Linked DNA regions of Gossypium hirsutum: region 1 is linked to region 2. The links are chromatin contacts, called in public Hi-C maps. All regions are on one chromosome and are shown on one strand. The core of a region is the stretch at or near the end of the contact, and the rest is flanking DNA. Distances in the headings are between cores, read along the strand shown.

Region 1 (4,959 bases), core at 1,844-4,343, 52 kb before region 2:
CTGCCTGCACCATTTTCTTCCATAAATATACAGTTTCTAGGACTGGGATTTAATAAACATGACAAAGGACATAGATCCTTTTTATGTTGGAAAGAAAAATTCGAGTTAACCAACAAAACGTGGTTTTACAGTTCCATCAAAATGGTCAAGTGGAGAGATTTCTCACAACTACCGTAGAAGAAATGAAAATTGGAAACCGACGGCTGGGAAAACTGTACAATTTGGCGCAAATTCATCTCTCTATCTTTCTAAGTTGTCACTGCTTGAATCCATGAGAATCGTTAGCCTCCTTGCTGTTTTCATAAACTCGCTGCAAGACATAATTAAATGTTGGATAAATTGAAAGCTAAAATGTTTGGTAAGCTTAAGGGAAGTGATGCTAAGGAAGTTGTTGTACCTGAAGGGCTCATCTCCAGTGTGTTTAACTGAACCGGCAGCATCACGGTAGAGCACACTGCTCAGCATCTCTGAACTTTCTATGCCAAACATGTTGGCCAGCTTCCCATACAGCTCTTCATATGATCCGAGAACGGAAAGATCAAGGGTTCTACCTACATTCTCTGATTCCATAAACACTTTGCAATGACCGGTCTCCAATCCTAGATCAGTTTTTTGATCCTCTTTGCACCAAGGAAACCCTTCATCCGAAGAATTTTCCCGAACATTTTGATGTAACACAGATCCAGTTCCATCAGAGGAAATAGCAGTCTTCTCTGTATTCCCATCTGATGAACTGTTTCCAACCGTATCACCTGAGCAGCTCTGAGAAGCCCGCTGCTCACAGAAAATGAGTTGACCAAACAATACAATATGGGGTGTCTTGCTATCATTGCTTTGTTTCAAACTCTGGGTTGGGTTTCCTATTGTCAACAAGGAAGATATATTTGTATTGTTGGCGTTGTCGCTACAAAAGTTGTTGCCGGAAAGTCTAGTAGGTGGGGCAGTACGATCAAGTTGATGAAAACCAGATGGAAACAGACCTGAATGCAGCTTGTTGGAGCGGAGATCTGATGAAGATAATCCGAACGGTTCATGCCTGGCTCCCTGTATGCCTCCAGGAATGTTGTCCGTAATGCAACGCATGGGGCTGCTGGATCTGAATGAGTTCCTGGAAAATGATGGCATTGGAATTTGGTTAAGAAAGGAAATGTCTGGGTGTTGTGGAAGCCGCATCTTTTTCCTTGGGGGCGAGAAAGGATTAAGATTAATAGCTGGTATGTTTGTGACCAATTCAACCAACCATGGGCTAACACGCTTCACATTGTGGAGTAAGTCTGGCTCATCCCATGCTACCTGCAAAGACAATAAATCAAACAGATCTATGAGCAGACTAAAATATGGATGTCAACTGTTCTTCTAACATACAAGGACTAAGTTAATTCAATGACAATTGATAATGTAAACTAAAATACCTGCAGTAGTCGCCATGGAGAATTAGGCCAACGGATGGGATCGACAACCTGAGCAGTAGATATCGTTCCCATGAACCAGCTAATCCGTGAAGAGTCCTCAGTTTCAAAAGGCATTTTGAACCTCATCCCAGGATACCACTGGATTTGCATTGCAGCTCTAACGGATGAGGCCTTCACGCAGAACTCAGGAGTGCTAGTTCGTGGATAGTAAACGACCTCAAAGGGCTGCCCACTAGCTGCATGACTTGCAGCTTCAATCACGGAGTCAGCCCTTATTCTTCCCCTTGGATCCCCATTACAATCCTTCCTCATCAATTTACTCTCCCCCTCCGTCAAAAACGGAGAATAACTCCCAACTTGTGAACCAGAGGTTCCACTCACAGAGTTCCATCCAGGAAATTCATGTCCACCCCCAAGTCCTCTTTTCGCCCTACGGATCCCCACACAAAGATCTCCATTATCAGCTCTAAGAAACACAATTGAATCACCAGCCACAAGCTTCTTGTGGTTGACGAAATTACTCCACCCCGTCGTCAAAAGATGTCTACGAGGCGTCCCCCTATATATATGCCTAAATTTCCAAACCTCACCATGAACATCCTTAGCAAGAATAGTCTGAACAGGGGGTTCAGCATTATAATCCAACCTAGGAAATATAGTCTCCGCGCAATACCGTGGAACCGAGAACCCCCCACCGTTGTTAGCATCGGACTGAGTCAATGTCTTAGCAAAGGAAGCAGATTTTTCAGGATTCTCCACCCCAACATTCCCATCAAAACCATCATCTTCAACCCCAAAACTATTCTCTCTCAAAGGAATCAACATGATTTTAGCATAAACCTCATCAGTTTCGGGATCCGCCATAAACCTAACGGCGGAAACCCGACACAAGACGAGCGACGGAATCGGGAGATTCCCAAAGTCTACATTCCCATTGGCATGCTCAGCATGACCCTGAGGGAAATAGAACACCTTAGAGTTCACTGATGGCATTTGTACCATACCACCAGCACAAGCATGCCATAGCTGAGGATCTAAGCATTTTTCTGAATTTTTCACAACTTCTTTCCTAGAATCCATGACTGTTATCATTTTTTCCCCAATTCTATGGACAAAAAGGAAAAAATAACAAACCCTTTCTTTACTCTGTTTTTTTCTCACTAGATGATTACCTGTTAGTACATGAAAATCAAAAGACATGCCTCAGTAAATATTAAAGAAACAAAATTCATACACACACACACACACACGTATATATATATATATATAAATCCACAAATTAGCTACAATTGAACAAAATCCAGAAAAGAAATAAAGAAAAAGAAAGGAACAATACATTCATAATTTTTTTTTAAATGAGAAATTAGAAAAGAATTAAAAAAGACCTTACCTTTTGAACAAAAGGAGATATTTTTCCACCAAAAGAAGGAAAATCCAGATTAAGATGAATCGAAAAGAAGAATAACAATGCAAAAAAAAATAAAAATAAAAATAAAACTAAACCCTTTTTAAAAGCCAAAAAGGAAAAAAAAGAAAAAGAGAGAAAGAACAATTCAAGAACTTTGAGAAGGAAATAAGAAAATAGAGTAAAAGGGTGTTTTAGTTAAAGGGAAAGTGAAGAGCGAGTGAGAGTTTTAAAGAAGATGAGAAGAGAAGATGAGATGAGAGATTTTAACAGTGAAAGATTTTGTTTTATTTGCCGACCAGGGACTCTCAGTTAAAAGCCCTTGTCAGTATTTACTTCGGTCCGGTTCCGGTTCGATTCGGGAAAGGATTTATAAGTTTTTTATTTATATCAAGTAAAAAATTATATTTTTTTAATTATAAAGTTTTAAAATATAATTTATTTTATTTTATTGTTTCAGACCTGGACGGTTGTGGCTTTATTTTGACACGGAGTGTTTACCACGCGGCAAGGAAGCAAGTGGGAACATATCCCCTACAAATCAGAAAAAGGAAACATCCAACTAATAAAAAATTAATCAGAGAATTTAATTTTATAATTATTTAATAAATCTCTCTCTCTGCTAAATTAAAATATTTAGATAATCCCCAAAAAAAAGTTTTAATTTTTTTAAAAATTATTTTTTATGTTGATTTTAAATATCACGATATTTTGCTGGGAGATATCACGATTTTCATGCAACTCTGAAATCAAGGCTGACTACAGTTAAAGTTTTCATTTTGTCCGAGGCCCTAACTCTTCGGGACTAACCATGGTTAATTTATTTATTTTTTAATTTATATAAATAATATTAATTTGTTTAAAAAATTATAAAATATATTAGCTATTCAATATTTTATTTTCCAAAAGATATGAAAAATTATCATTTTCTCGTGAGTAATTTATAATAGATTATTTAGTTATTATTTGAGGAAATAAAGCAAAAACAATTTATTTCCCAAAATATTATCATGTATGCCACTTGCCATTGAAAAATATTTTCAATTCTTTTTATTATTATAAAAATCAATACATTTTTTTCTATCAAAGAAAAATAAAAATATTTTTCCACCTATTTTCTCTCTTTTTTTAATTTTTATTTAGTCCATTAAATAAGTGCCAAGTGTATTTTAATTTTTCTTTCTTATTTTTATTTAACTTACATAAACTACAAAATCTAAAGGCTCTTTTTTTTAAGTAATTAATCTATTTATATTAATTATCTTTTTAATTAACTGGTCTACACTTTGACTCTTCTTTTCAGTGTTTGTTATTGTCTTTCTTGATCCTAAGATCCGAACGACAAGATTTTATCCTTAGTACTCGGATTAGCGTTTAACATTTTTTTCCAAAGAGAAAAACACTTTTTTTTATCAAAATATGAAATTACAAATTTACCCTTGAAATTAGGGTTATTATTTAATGGAATGATATATATAATTAAAAATTAAAAGGTGTTGTTATTACTAATGGAGTATGGATTTATAGTAATTATAATTAAACAGGGTATTAAATTTAATTTTAGACTTGTTGAATTGGAAAAAAAAAGTGTTAATGTGATTCGATAGATGAAAGTGTTAATATAATGATAATTATTAGAGGTCAAAAATTAAAAGCGAGATACTATGCATGGATTAAGGAATATTAGTTGGTAAAATTAGATGATGGTGACATTGAGATTAAGGACAATTTAATCTGTTTGATTACAAGTGTTGCATGAAAAACCAAATTATTCGGCACTTGATTAAGACCTTGGTCGGTCTTGTTGTAGACCCTTTTTTTAGGGTACCAAAATTTTAGCCAACAAATCAAACCCCCCAAAAAGCAAACAACAACTAATTTTTGTGATTTTTTCAATTAGTGTTGGGTTTTCTTTTCTTCCAACGTATTTGTTACAGCGATCAATTTTCTGTATTCTGTAAATTCATTAAGGGATAAATATTGATCATGAATTTTTAAACTATTTTATATCTAAGGTGAAAAATGAATACTCGACAATTAATTAAGGTGCAAGAGATTCTTACATTTTTACCTATATCCTATAATTAATTGATTTTAAATTTTTAAATTTTATCAATTTGTATTCATGTTATTACATTTTTA
Region 2 (5,104 bases), core at 1,371-3,870:
TTCCTAATTAATTTATGTCTACAGTTTGTATTCCTGTAACAGTGTGTGGTGAGATTGAAAAGCTAGCCCGTAATTTTGTTTGGGGATCTTCTTCTGATGATAGGAAGTCGGCTCTCTTAAAATGGGATGATTGTTGTCGTCCGATTGAATCAGGAGGTTTGGGTATAAGAAGTCTAGCTATTCAGAACAAGTTATTTCTTTTGAAACTTGGTTTCCTTTTGTTAACCAAAACTGATGACCTATGGGTTAAGGTTGTAAGGGGTAAGTACAAGATTTGTGGGGTGATTTCGGATTCTATTGCTACGAGTAATTGCTCTTATATACAGATGTCTTTAATGCGGGTTTGGCAGGATGTGGTGGATAATGTTTATTGTACTATTGGAAATGAATTCTTGACGAATTTTTGGAACGATAATTGGATTCCTCAAGTGGAATGATCGACTATCGCGGAGATGGGCAACTAGAAATTCCTTGTCCATGGTGGGTACATATAGAGGTATGTACCAATCTTAGTTGACAAATAATTCTAATGTTTGGAAATTGTTTTGGAAAGCCAAGGTACCGCGGTAGGTTAGAGTGTTCATTTGGATATTATGGAATAACAAACTTTTGACGAATGAGGAGAGAGTTAGAAGACATATGGCTTGTGAAAGCAATTGTCCGAGATGCAATTTTACCAATGAATCTGAGTTACATATTGTTAGAGATTGCTCATTCCCATGGGCAGTTTGGACTTCGATTGTACCACCGTAGAAATATGTATTATTTTTCTCCCTACTTTTTGATGAATGGATTATCTGGAACTTGAAAAACTTAGGGAAGTGCGGTAGTCAGGAGTTGAATTGGCAAATGTTGTTTCCTATTGTTTGTTAGTTACTATGGAAAAACAGGAATATGCTTGTATTTTCTGGCAGTCACAGCTCTGTCCAAGATGTGGTAGATACTATCAGTTGGATGAGAAGTTACTCGCTACCCTCAAAGCATATGATTCATAGGGGACGTATGGTGTCTAATATGAATTAGTTTATGCCAAAGATTGGATGGGTTAAACTCAATACAGATGGTGCAGTGTCGCTTAGTTCTTACTCGGCTGCAATTGGAGGAGTCATTAGAGATGAGGATGTAATTGGTTGTGTGGCTACTTGATGATATTGGGGAGAGATGAAGTTATCAATAAAGAAGCGAGGTCTATGCTTGAAGGGCTACGTCTGACTTGGAGGAAGGGATACCGGCAGGTTAAACTTGAATCTGATAATGCTCTTTTAGTGGAATTAATTTTGTCTGGCAAACTTATTGATAGCCCTCTTATGGAAATACGGGCCATCCGTTCACTGTTACAAAGGAATTGGAAAGTTCGTATCTGTCATATTTCTAGAGATCGTAGTACAGTTGTAGATTTCATGGCTAAGTAAACTGGCATAAATTTTACCCGTCTATAGTGTTTTTTTTAACCTCCTCAAGCTATGCGAGAGTTAATCCAAAAGGATATTATGGGCTTTTAATTTTATGCTTATTTCTATAACCGCTTAATGTTGTTTTTATTTACCAAAAAGAAAAGCATTGGTTGAACGGTAAATTTAAGATTTTATCAATTTAATTAGGAATTATTAAAATCTCACCATATGCATATTTTTATTTTTATTGATTTTTGTTAAAATAAAAAAATTAAAGTACCCAAAAACAAATTAACTAATTTCAATTAAGAAAGAATATTTCCGTAATTTTCTTAATCTAATTGGTGTCCGTTTGATTCATAACACCAACTTATTGGTAGAGAAATTACAAAATATTAAATGTAATATAATATAATTTTAATACAAACATGAGACATATAAAACCAAAAAAAATAATGTGATAATTTTCTTTTGGTCTAGATATCAAGTATTCAAAGTCAAATTTGAGAAAATTTTCCAATTTTCCTCATTTAAAAAGAAATCTGAAACTTTAATTAAAAAACAGGAGGATAATGTTGAACATACAGACCATATTCACATATAAACAATTGGTACTTATTGTTTGACAACAAAAATTGCCGACACATTATCCATATATATATATTTTCCTTTATGTTAATGTTTCCTTAGGCACTAAATGAATATTAAATCTAAATAAAATTACTATTATTTGGGAGATTATGTAACAATGCAAATTTGTGATATATTCTTAAGAGTAAATTCATCCTTCATCCAAATAAATAAAGTCAAAATATGAACTTTTATTCTGAAGTCATATTATTCTCAACCGTATGTTTACATAGACGCGTGTTAAATTACAAAATTTATCTGCATTTACTATGCTGAAAATTACTGATAGTAAAAAAAAAATCATTTTTCTTGTTCTATATTTTTGGGGTTTGTAAATTTTGTCATTGATGTAATCGTAGCCGTTTGTCACCATTCAAACCTGACAAACACGTAAAGATAGCAGTGACTGCCAAAGCCGGTCCTGCTGACATTAACCGGCAAAGCGAGCGTGACAACATAAAGACAAAGGGTAATAGTTAAGAATAATCTACGTGTCTAATGATGGAGAGATCTGGTTTTTACTGATTGGACCCCACAAAGGGGGTGACTGCGAGATTCTCGTCGGAGAAAAGGTAGAAGTGATGGGACAAATGACGTGTGGGACCCAGAAGTAGTGGGACCGTGTCCGAATCTCTGTCGTTACTTCTAGGTTGGAATGAGAAGCTATGATAACCCCCCTTTTTCTTTAATGAAATTTTTGTCCCTTTCCTACAAGTTAAAAATTTTATATATATATATATATATCTCTTTAAAACTTAAAAGTCATGTACAATTATGAACATGACAAAAATATAAATACGAATATTCACTAAAAAAAAGTGGTTTAAACAAAATATAAATGGTTAATGTCATATTTAATCCTTTAACTTTAATTTAATGTATAATATGGTATTTGCACAAAAAATATTTAATGTGATATCCGTGTTATTATGTTATCTATCAATATGCCCTAAAATCTTAACAATTTTAAATTTATTTGTTGACTTGACAACAAATAAATAGATGTCACATGTACGGTTATTATTATTTTTGTATCTATAGATAAAATTTATTTTCTCAATCAATAAAAAGATTATGTAAAGCTCAAAATCAATTATATGATAACACAAGACATTTAGCATGCCACCCATGCAAAACATATATACACATGGGTGAATTAATAATTATTTTTAGGGGGCAGGAATTGAATTATAAATTTTTGAAAGATTAAAACGTAATTTTATAATGTATTAATTTATTTTTTCATCATTATTTAAGGGATTAAACATAATTTTCTTATTTTAGGGGTTAAAGTGTAATTTTATCATAAATTAATTTTTAATATAATCATCTTATAAGGGACTTGAATAACAATTTTTCATTTGAAAGTGGCCAAGACCTCTGCCTACATTCATATTTGCCCATGTATTATGTATATACCTGCTCAAGGGTCGGGCCATCCAGTCGGGCCCGAAAGTCCGCCCGAAAAGTGAGAAGGTTTGGATAAAAATATGTCCAAAAATTGGGCTTGGGCAAAAAAATAAGGCCCATTTAGAAAATGGGCGGGCCTTAGGTAAGGCTTTTTTGGCCCTGAACCTAGCCTGGCCCAAATATGCTAAAAAAACTAGGTTTTTTTTACTATTTTTTTATTATTTTCTTGCTATTTTCTTGTTGTTCTTTTTTACTATTTTGATATCATTTTATTATTATGTTTCTACAATTTTATTGTTATTGTATAACTATTGTTTTATTCTTAATTTTGTTACTATTTTAGAAATATTTGCTTGTTAAGTTGCACCTATCTTAGTGTTATTAGTTTTTAAAAAATTTATTTTCAGTTTGTTGGGAAACATTTATTTTAACATTTTTAGTATTTTTAACGTATTATATTTTTAAAAAAATTATTTAAAAGAATAGTATAAAAAAATTAATACGGGTGAGCCGAACCAAGCCTGTGTCTTAGCATTTTTATCTGGGCTGGGCTTGAGCAAAATTTTAAACCTATTTTTGAGTAGGGCTCGAGCCTAAAATTTTAGTTGACCCCAACCTTACCCATGAGCACCTCTAACTCTGTATATACATGTCACACATATAAATTTAACAATTTTTAAAACTTTAAGGTACATTGATATTGATAAAATTACACAAGTTTCATATTAAATATTTTTAACAATTATATACAAGATAAATATTTTTATACAAAGTACAAGGTTATATTTTTTACATAAATTTATTATATTTTAAGTATTTACTCATCTTAAATCAATTATAGTATTATTTGTGTATTTTACTTTTTATTTTAGTATTTCCTTAACCAATATTTTCTCCTTTTTTATAAGCAGGGGTTCTTCTTTTTTCTTTTACCTATCAAAATACAATTTACAATAAAAATAATTTTTGAGTCCATTTTCTAATTCATTAAAAATTGTTTTCTAGAAAGTCATACATATATACATACATATTTCTATTGTCAAATCTCTTATGGAAGGTATTAAAAAAATGAGTAAATTACATTCAAAGTCACTAAATTATTAATATGTTTACATTTTTATTTTTTAACTTTAAAAAGTTAAAAAATAGTCATTGAACTATTTGAAAGTTTTCATTTAAGTCAATGAACTATTTGTTAAGTTTCCTTCTTTAAAAAGTTCGACTAGGGAGCTCTAAGCGACGATTCAACTATTGGTATGATGAATCAATATCCGTCAACTATTAGAAGAACATATCTTAGATCCAAGACAATTTGATAGTAGTGTCGAAGATTTGAGGAGAAAATTATTTGGATTTTGGTTCACAGATTCTTGACATTCAAAACAGTTTCATGAGGAAAAAAATTAAATTATAGAAGAAAAAGAGGATGAGGGCTTTCAATTTGTGTAGACGACGCGAATAGAGAAGGCCATATAATAACGATTTTAATAGCCCGGTGATTTAAATGAAAACTTTCAAATAGTTTAGTAACCACTTTGTAACCTTATTAAAGTTGAGTGATCAAAACATCAACTTAGTAATAATTTAGTGACCTTAAGTGTAATTTATCCTAAAAGAATCAAACAAACAAATCAAATTTTAACCACTAGATTTTTTATTTTTTGGAACAA

The links. Hi-C and Micro-C count contacts between places; a contact is called where the count stands out from the background.
Region 1: a Hi-C map of leaf shows a contact between it and region 2, with 3 times the contacts expected there. The contact joins the promoter of LOC107944087 here to the enhancer-like site in region 2. A contact is called at or near these places in 21 of 34 Hi-C or Micro-C datasets (anther, callus, fibers and 4 more).

What each region holds. Positions count from the first base shown.
Region 1 is chrA10:111,450,802-111,455,760 of Gossypium_hirsutum_v2.1, reverse strand. LOC107944087 (auxin response factor 18) reads right to left here and starts at 3,093. Exons shown (of 4, transcript XM_016877904.2): 1 at 2,803-3,093; 2 at 1,413-2,584; 3 at 398-1,293; 4 at 1-310. The coding sequence starts at 2,504. The coding sequence ends at 241.
Region 2 is chrA10:111,398,652-111,403,755 of Gossypium_hirsutum_v2.1, reverse strand. No RefSeq gene overlaps it. Among protein-coding and RNA genes, the nearest start is that of LOC121207720, 19 kb to the right of the region's middle. Within about 2 kb of position 2,620, at least 3 of the 9 cell types and tissues checked have an H3K27ac peak or open chromatin away from gene starts, as enhancers often do. A contact at or near this core is called in hypocotyl and leaf, where this site is marked.